2 separate regions of the Sus scrofa genome follow, and region 1 is linked to region 2. Evidence: chromatin contacts called from public HiChIP or PLAC-seq data. All regions are on one chromosome and are shown on one strand. The core of a region is the stretch at or near the end of the contact, and the rest is flanking DNA. Distances in the headings are between cores, read along the strand shown.

Region 1 (3,617 bases), core at 223-2,722, 120 kb after region 2:
GTCCGTCTTTGCAAGAACATTTTGTAATTTTCAAGTTTGGGCTTGTTCTGTCAAAGGGCTTCATTTCCTTATTGTACCTTGGAGCCGAGTTAACTGTTGTAGAAGCTCCATCCAGGCAGGTTAGAATATTGCCAACAGCCCCTGCTAAACTGGTGGCCAGAAAACCCTAGGGTGTGGAAATGTGTCCCCAAAGACACGCAAAGGACCTAGAGCCTTAAAAGAAAACTTTAAAAATGAACTACGATTGAGATCTTGGGATTCCCGTGTGAGAACACAGAGCGCACGTTTCTAAGGCAGAAAACAGCCACTAGGGTGCCACCTCATGCCAGGCTGAGGCATACGCCTGGCTCCATTCACTCCCACTCTCCATTGACAAACAGCTCGGGAATCCTGTAGCCACCCAGCAGCTTAGCTTTGTGGCAGAGCCAGGACAATTCAGCTGCTGGATTTTAATAGATTCTGCAGCACTGCAACAGGAACCCAAAATCAGTCTGGGTAACTGAGAGTGCTTTTCACACCCAAAGACTCTAAGGCTGGCCACAGCGTACTGAGAACCCTGGCTTTTCAAAATTCCAGGGCCATGAAGTCATCCCCAGCCACGAAGTTTACTTAACCCTTGCAGCCGACTTGGGGGTACAAACCACTGCCAGAAAATTAGAACCCGCCAGGCCAGAGTCACAATGGCCTGTGTGTATTTGCGGTTTTCCTCTTTCCCAGTGAAGTATTTAAGGTTTCGGAGTCACTCCACCAACTTCAAGTCAAAGAGTCAGCACTTTAGAAGGAAATGGGCAGAAGTACTGGATTTTTTTCAGAAGGATTTTCTGGGTTTCTCCCAGGAAGGATATTTGACAGCCTCAAAGCACACACTCCGAGGAAAACACTGGTACAAAATAAACAAGCGTGGGGGCTGACAGAGAGCTAGCTAAGCGGCGTCATGTAGCAGCCAGTAGAGTGGGCTCTCTTTGCAGCAACTTCATAGGAAAGAGACCCATCTGAAAATGCTTCTAGAAGGCTTTGTTTGAAAATGCAGCATCATGTAAGAGCCATTTCAACAGATGGTTCCTGTCTCTTTCCCCAGAGTATTATGCTAAAACAACTTTAGCGATTCTGAACTTCATTGTTAGCACTTGTAAACCCCCTCCCCCAGAGCAGAGACGTCTCTCTTTCTCTCTGGCGCGGTGTCTCGTGGTCTGCATTTCGCCCTGCCTCCCCCGGCACAAAGTGATAAATAACCAGAACTATTTTCAGATGGTCCTAGCACATGCGGGAAAAGGTAGGAGGAGAATGAATATGTTTGCTTTTATGCTGTACAGTATTCTCTTTGCTGCTAAGTGAAACAGAACTCTCCTTTCTTGCCTTTCATCGACTCTGGATGATGCAAAAAATTAAAAGGTGGCTAGGCAGGAGGCAAGGGTGAGAGGGGAACAAGTGGTGGGAGCCGGCAGCAGGAGCCCCTGATTTCCCACAGCCCCCGCGCATCCGAGCAGGATCATTTAATGTCAGGCCACCTTGTCGCTTGACCCTCACGTCTCAACGTGTGAGGCTAAGCCGGCAGCTTTCTCTTGAGTTTCTCTGCCACTGCCACCCTTTAGTAACACGATTATAAACAACAAACTTAGCACATAGTTATTTCAGTAAATCCTCATGAGGAAATACCGAAATAGCATCTCCCTCCTCTATTAAAGTTAAAAGGAGGAAAACTAAAAACAGAAACTAACTGGAAACCTGGGGAAAGTCAATATTTACATTCGCAAATTTAAAAACTGAATTGGAAAGATCCAGAAAGAGGGAGGATTTTCAAGCTAAGGCCACCTTTAGTGTGAAATTTCCGGGCCGTGTATGTGGTCAGGTCGGTGTGACTGGGGGGAAGTGGGTGGAACTGGCATAGGTTAAGAGGAAGTTAAGGAGAAATCTGTGACGAAGTGGAAGAAACTCTATGACATTGAGACCCTTAGAAACATCCCGGTAAGAGGCTAAATTAGAGAAAGATCATGGGTTGGGAGGGTGGGAAGATGGCTAGCGGGAAGACAGGTGGTTTTTAAGGAAATGAGACTATTCCGCATGGTACTGCAATCATTAGATCCATTCTTCAAAACCCAGAGATTATACAGCACAAAGAATGACCCCTAACGAAAACTACAGACTTTAGGTAATAATAATGTATCAATATCAGCTCATCCATTGTAATAAACATACCACACTAACAAAACATGTTAGTAATAGGGGAAACTGAGGAGCAGTGGCTATATTGAAATTCTGTACTTTCTGTTAACCTCTAACTATAAACCTAAACTTCCCTTAAAAAAAAAAAAAAAAAGCCTATTCATTAAAAAAAAAATCAAACCTGAAAACAAATTCAGGAAAAACTGTTGTAATTAAGTATTTTGCTTGTTTTGGTTTATCTGAAAATCATTTTACTTTTTTTACTACACAAATTAATAATCAGAAGGTTTATCAACTCTAACAAGAAATGCTAATTTAATAAAAAGGCAGAAACTTTGGACTTAGTTCTATAATGCACTTAGTTATAGGAGAGGTCATGACAAAACCCTCTGCAGTGAGCTAGCTGAGTATTGCAAAGTGAAAAGCGCAAATTTCTCAACTTTGTGCATCACCATGTCCTTTATCTATAAAAAGGGACAATGACAGCAGTCCAGAAGACTGAGCGAGGTCATGTTTACAAGGTGCCTAGCACAATGCCTGGTACTTGGTAAAGCTTGATAAACGCTGGCTACGGTCATTTTTCATATTAATGTTGCATCATGCTCCTACCAGGGCTCACATCACGCACTTAATCAACTGAGAGGCCACTTAGCTTATTTCTATCCCAAGGCTGCAGAAGGCACCCAGCTCACTTATCTGGAAAAAGTGTCCACTACACCTCTGAAATGGATGCTTAGCTCTTCTGCTGTGGGGAAGGGAGCAGCACTGCAAAGGAGGTTAAGGATTTTGACTCCATCATGTGGCCTGAGCTTACGTCTTTCAGAAAGATGTGAGGGTGAGGAAACACGAGCTGGGGGATCCTGCCCTGGGTGGCCAAGGCGATCTTGAGACACAGACCCCAACAACCCTGGATTAAAGATCTGCAGGAGGGAGGGGGCTCTGGATGGCAGTTTGGCCTGAAGCCATGGTTTAGCTGACACAGCCCAGTCCCACTCTTGCCAAACAGTTTCAGTCAGCACGAGGCCATGTGTGAGTGCGTCCTAGAGCGATTACACAGCAGTGTGCAGAATCGAAAAGCATTCAAGAGCCGAAGGACGCTCACGATGCCAGGCATCAGCAACACAGCTCTCTAAACGGGCCAGGAAACAGACCAGGGCCCGCTGCAGATTCAGTATGTGGTCTGGCCCCACCCCCAGGCAATCTTGAAGGCAGGTGGAGAAATCCCTTGGCAACCATGCTATGGTGGACTGAACAGAAGCCTAGTCAAGTTGGGAACTGCTAGGCCTTGGGCTTTAAGACCTTAAAGGGACACAGAGAGAGTGGAGGTGGGGTATGCTTCTGGGGATGTTCTGAGCAGTGTGGGCCGTCGCATACAAACTCCCAGACCTCAGGACACTGATGGTGACAAAGACTAAATGTAGGCATTACAGCAGCCAGGGAAGAATCAAAAAGGT
Region 2 (3,394 bases), core at 734-3,233:
CCACACACTCTCAGAGTTACTTTAAAGGTTAGTTTTTAATCAATAGAAGTTGCTGACTCCGGGTTTTTGAGCTGCGCACTGCAGCTCTTGGGCTTTTGTCTAATGTTAAAGCTTTCAAACTTTTTTTTTTTTTTTCCTTGAGATGATTTTAGCAATGATTTGCAGACACAGAAGGCTATTGTGCTCTGACCAGCAACATGTCAGTAGAGGAGCGAGTTGCCCTGGGGTGGGGTGTCAATATGACTCCTGAAGGCCTGGGTTGGGGGTCTTTAATAACCCGTGAAAAAAACTTAATTAACCCTTTCAGGCCCAAACCAAAACCTATTCTTAAACTTTTCCACTCCTGTAATTTGACCATTAGTCCTTATTTCGACTTTCCACTAATCTTCAGGACAATTAACCCAGCAACTTGACCAAGGCTTTCCAGAACGGGAAGTCAGCCAGTTAGGGGAACTACACAGGGAAATTTTTTTTTTTCTGGAATGAGGGCTCTTTGATTAAATCATCTATTTGGAGAGATGGCAGATAAACATGTATATTTTAAAGAATCCATCCATTTCATCGAATGTTCTTGTGACCAGTTTGCCGCTGAAGATGCTTCTAATTCCATTATGATGAGCATGCTGCTTGCACGTGCATAAACCACTTGATTTCTAAGAACTGCCATGAACTACGAATAACATCAAAAGGACAAGAAAATGTTTGGAAAAGCCCACTTTTTTTTCTTGTGATATTTTCTCATAAAGTTTAATATTCAAGTAGTGCAAGTTTCAAAACATTACTTGACGAGTAATTCTGGGCATTTTCTCCTTGGGTCATACAAGAAAAATAGGAAAGAAATCTGAGATCCTTAAATCGTTGAATCTGAGGAGCAAATCACTGGGGAAATGTTGCCACATTACCCATTAGACAGAATTCATTTATGGAGAGTCAAACAATTGTCTTCAGGAGTTCCCGTCATGGCTCAGCAGTTAACGAACCTGACTAGCATCCATGAGGACGCGGGTTTGATCCCTGGCCTCACTCAGTGGGTTAAGGATCCAGTGTTGCTGTGAGCTGTGGTGTAGGTTGCAGACACGGCTCGGATCCCGTGTTGCTGTGACTGTGGGCTACAGCTCTGATTTGACCCCTAGCCTGGGAACCCCCATATACCGCAGGTGTAGCCCTAAAAGAGACAAAAAGACAAAAAACATTGTCTTCAGATATTTACTGACATAAGCTTAGGTTTCATATGGCTTCTGCCTTCCTATTTTATAGCCCCTTAATCTAACCTGCTGTATCAGATGAACTACAAAGGCATCTCTGTCTCTTATCTGCAGTGAGGTCCAGTATTACAATACAATATAGGATGATGTTATCTTGATACATTTACATTAAGGAAGTAAACACAGAGCTTTGATCTGGCTTTTTTTCCTTGGGAACCCTCAGCTGCCGTTGTTTTGGAGGTCCATAAATCCACACTCCCACGAAGGCTTGAGGTAAAGTAAAATTACTGTGTTACATTCCCAATTCCTACAGTTTGGGATGTGCTGGGGAGGTGGGGAGGCGGGGGTGGGGAGGGTAATTGTCCTCTCTCCGTGTTCAAGGTGAAACATCAAAAGAAATCTGCAGTCCAGGACCAGAGCTCAGCTTTCCTTTTCTCCAGTCAAATGAAGAAGTAATCTCATCAGGTTGGAAAGTGCTGACTAAGGATTTAATAAAGTGCCTGCAGATGTGGCGTCTCTAAGGTATTCGACTCATGTAATGCAAAACAGCTCCACATTCAATGTGCTTATAAAATTTCATTTAACCATTGCAGCACACTCCCCCCCCACCCCCCACACCATTCTCTAAGGAGTTTTATCACACTTCCAGCTCCTTAATTTACAGCTCCATGAAAGTTCGAATCCCATTCTGCCAGGATTCTGGAATACTCACAGTAGTCAGGTTTTATGAACCATAAACAATATCTATCCGGCTGCCTCCTAAGCAGGAAGCCTGAGGTGGCAGGAGATAACCTTTGACAGTGGCAGTCTCTTTCCTTTCTTATGCTGCAGGGAGAGGCATTAGCAAACAGAGGCTGTTTCGCAAAAATTTGGTCCTGAGTGTGTGTAAGCCAAAGTTGATGAAGACTCAACTTCTAAGTTAACACCAGACATTCTAACGTGAATAACAACTTTCAAAAAGGCTTTTAATGCACTCTGTTCACCAAGAGGGTAGGATGTGTATTTTAGAAACAAAAGGGAATACAAGTCTGTTGGAGATAGCTGTATTTTATTTTAACCCAAATGGAAAAAAAAAAAAAAAAAAAAAAAAGGAGAGGGTCCTGGGTGGGGGTGGGGAGGGTGGAACAGACTGTGACGCAGCAGAATCTGTTTTTCAAGTTAAAAAGTTAAACAAAAGGCCTCAAGGGCAAAGTTGAACACTGCGGAAGGAGGTTGTTAATGTGGAATCCAGAACTGGGTGTGACACTTTGCTTTCTTCTCCGGGCAAGGTGGGTTATTTAAGGACATCCACGCACAGAAAACAGAAACATGCAAACACAGGGAGGCCTCTGCCCCGACTCTCCCACTCCTTCCTACCCAAGTCAGCCCCCAAAGAGGATGCTGCCAACCAGTACTGCAGGAGTTGGGGTCAGTGTTTCGACGTCTCTCTTGAGGAGATGCTATCTCTGCTGGGTCACGCTAATCCAGTTACTCATATTTGGCTTCCTGCTCTTATTTGGATGAGCTCAAGCCCACTGTCGAGCCGTCCTTGGCAAATCAGCGAGAAACCTGCTCGTCCTCCCCACCCTCTTCCAAGACAGTGGAAAGGGACAGGGCCTCTGGGCACACTCCTGGTTTCCCACGTTAGGCGACACCGCTTTGGAGTACTTCATTTTTTCAGCAAAATATTAGCATCCTACCGTATGCTTTGTATGCTAGGCTCTGGGGACAGAACAAGTACAAAAAATATGGCACCTGCACTTAAGGAGCTGTCCTACGGAAAGCAGATGCTGGATTGTAGACTTCTCTGTCTTTCAAGGTACCAACTACCCCTGCTTTTCTCCCAGTAGGATCTTTAAAAATATATGCCAGCTGGTGAGGCTGCGTATCCAGTGTCTGAGGGACCCAGAACCGAGTCTCACTTTTTCCACACCAGTGGTGTGATTTCCAGGAAGCAGGTCTCTGTCCTTGGGCCCCCAGAGGGCTACTGTGAGGGCCGTTCTGAAGTTTCTTTTCTTTTCTTTTTAGGGCCACACCCATGGCATATGGAAGTTTCCAGGGGAGGGGTCGAAACAGAGCTGCAGTTGCTGGCCTACGCCACAGCCACAGCAATGCGGGATCCTTAACCTACTGAGCGAGGCCAGGGATCGAACCCGAGAGTCCTCATGTATACTAATTGGGTTCGTTACCACTCAGCCACGACGGGAACT

Evidence for each region. HiChIP or PLAC-seq counts read pairs in DNA pulled down with a chosen protein or histone mark.
Region 1: a contact with region 2 is called in an H3K27ac HiChIP or PLAC-seq map of skeletal muscle. The contact joins two enhancer-like sites. A contact is called at or near these places in 11 of 47 Hi-C or Micro-C datasets (brain, embryonic fibroblasts, epiblast stem cells and 7 more) and 2 of 2 datasets of contacts at active chromatin or transcription factors (alveolar macrophages and skeletal muscle).

The regions. Positions count from the first base shown.
Region 1 is chr6:150,963,584-150,967,200 of Sscrofa11.1, forward strand. The region is part of intron 4 of NFIA (nuclear factor 1 A-type); the gene reads right to left. Among named protein-coding and RNA genes, the nearest start is that of NFIA, 260 kb to the right of the region's middle. Within about 2 kb of position 1,473, at least 45 of the 83 cell types and tissues checked have an H3K27ac peak or open chromatin away from gene starts, as enhancers often do. A contact at or near this core is called in mesenteric adipose tissue, retroperitoneal adipose tissue and skeletal muscle, where this site is marked.
Region 2 is chr6:150,839,303-150,842,696 of Sscrofa11.1, forward strand. The region is part of intron 10 of NFIA (nuclear factor 1 A-type); the gene reads right to left. Among named protein-coding and RNA genes, the nearest start is that of TM2D1, 230 kb to the left of the region's middle. Within about 2 kb of position 1,984, at least 26 of the 83 cell types and tissues checked have an H3K27ac peak or open chromatin away from gene starts, as enhancers often do. A contact at or near this core is called in mesenteric adipose tissue, retroperitoneal adipose tissue and skeletal muscle, where this site is marked.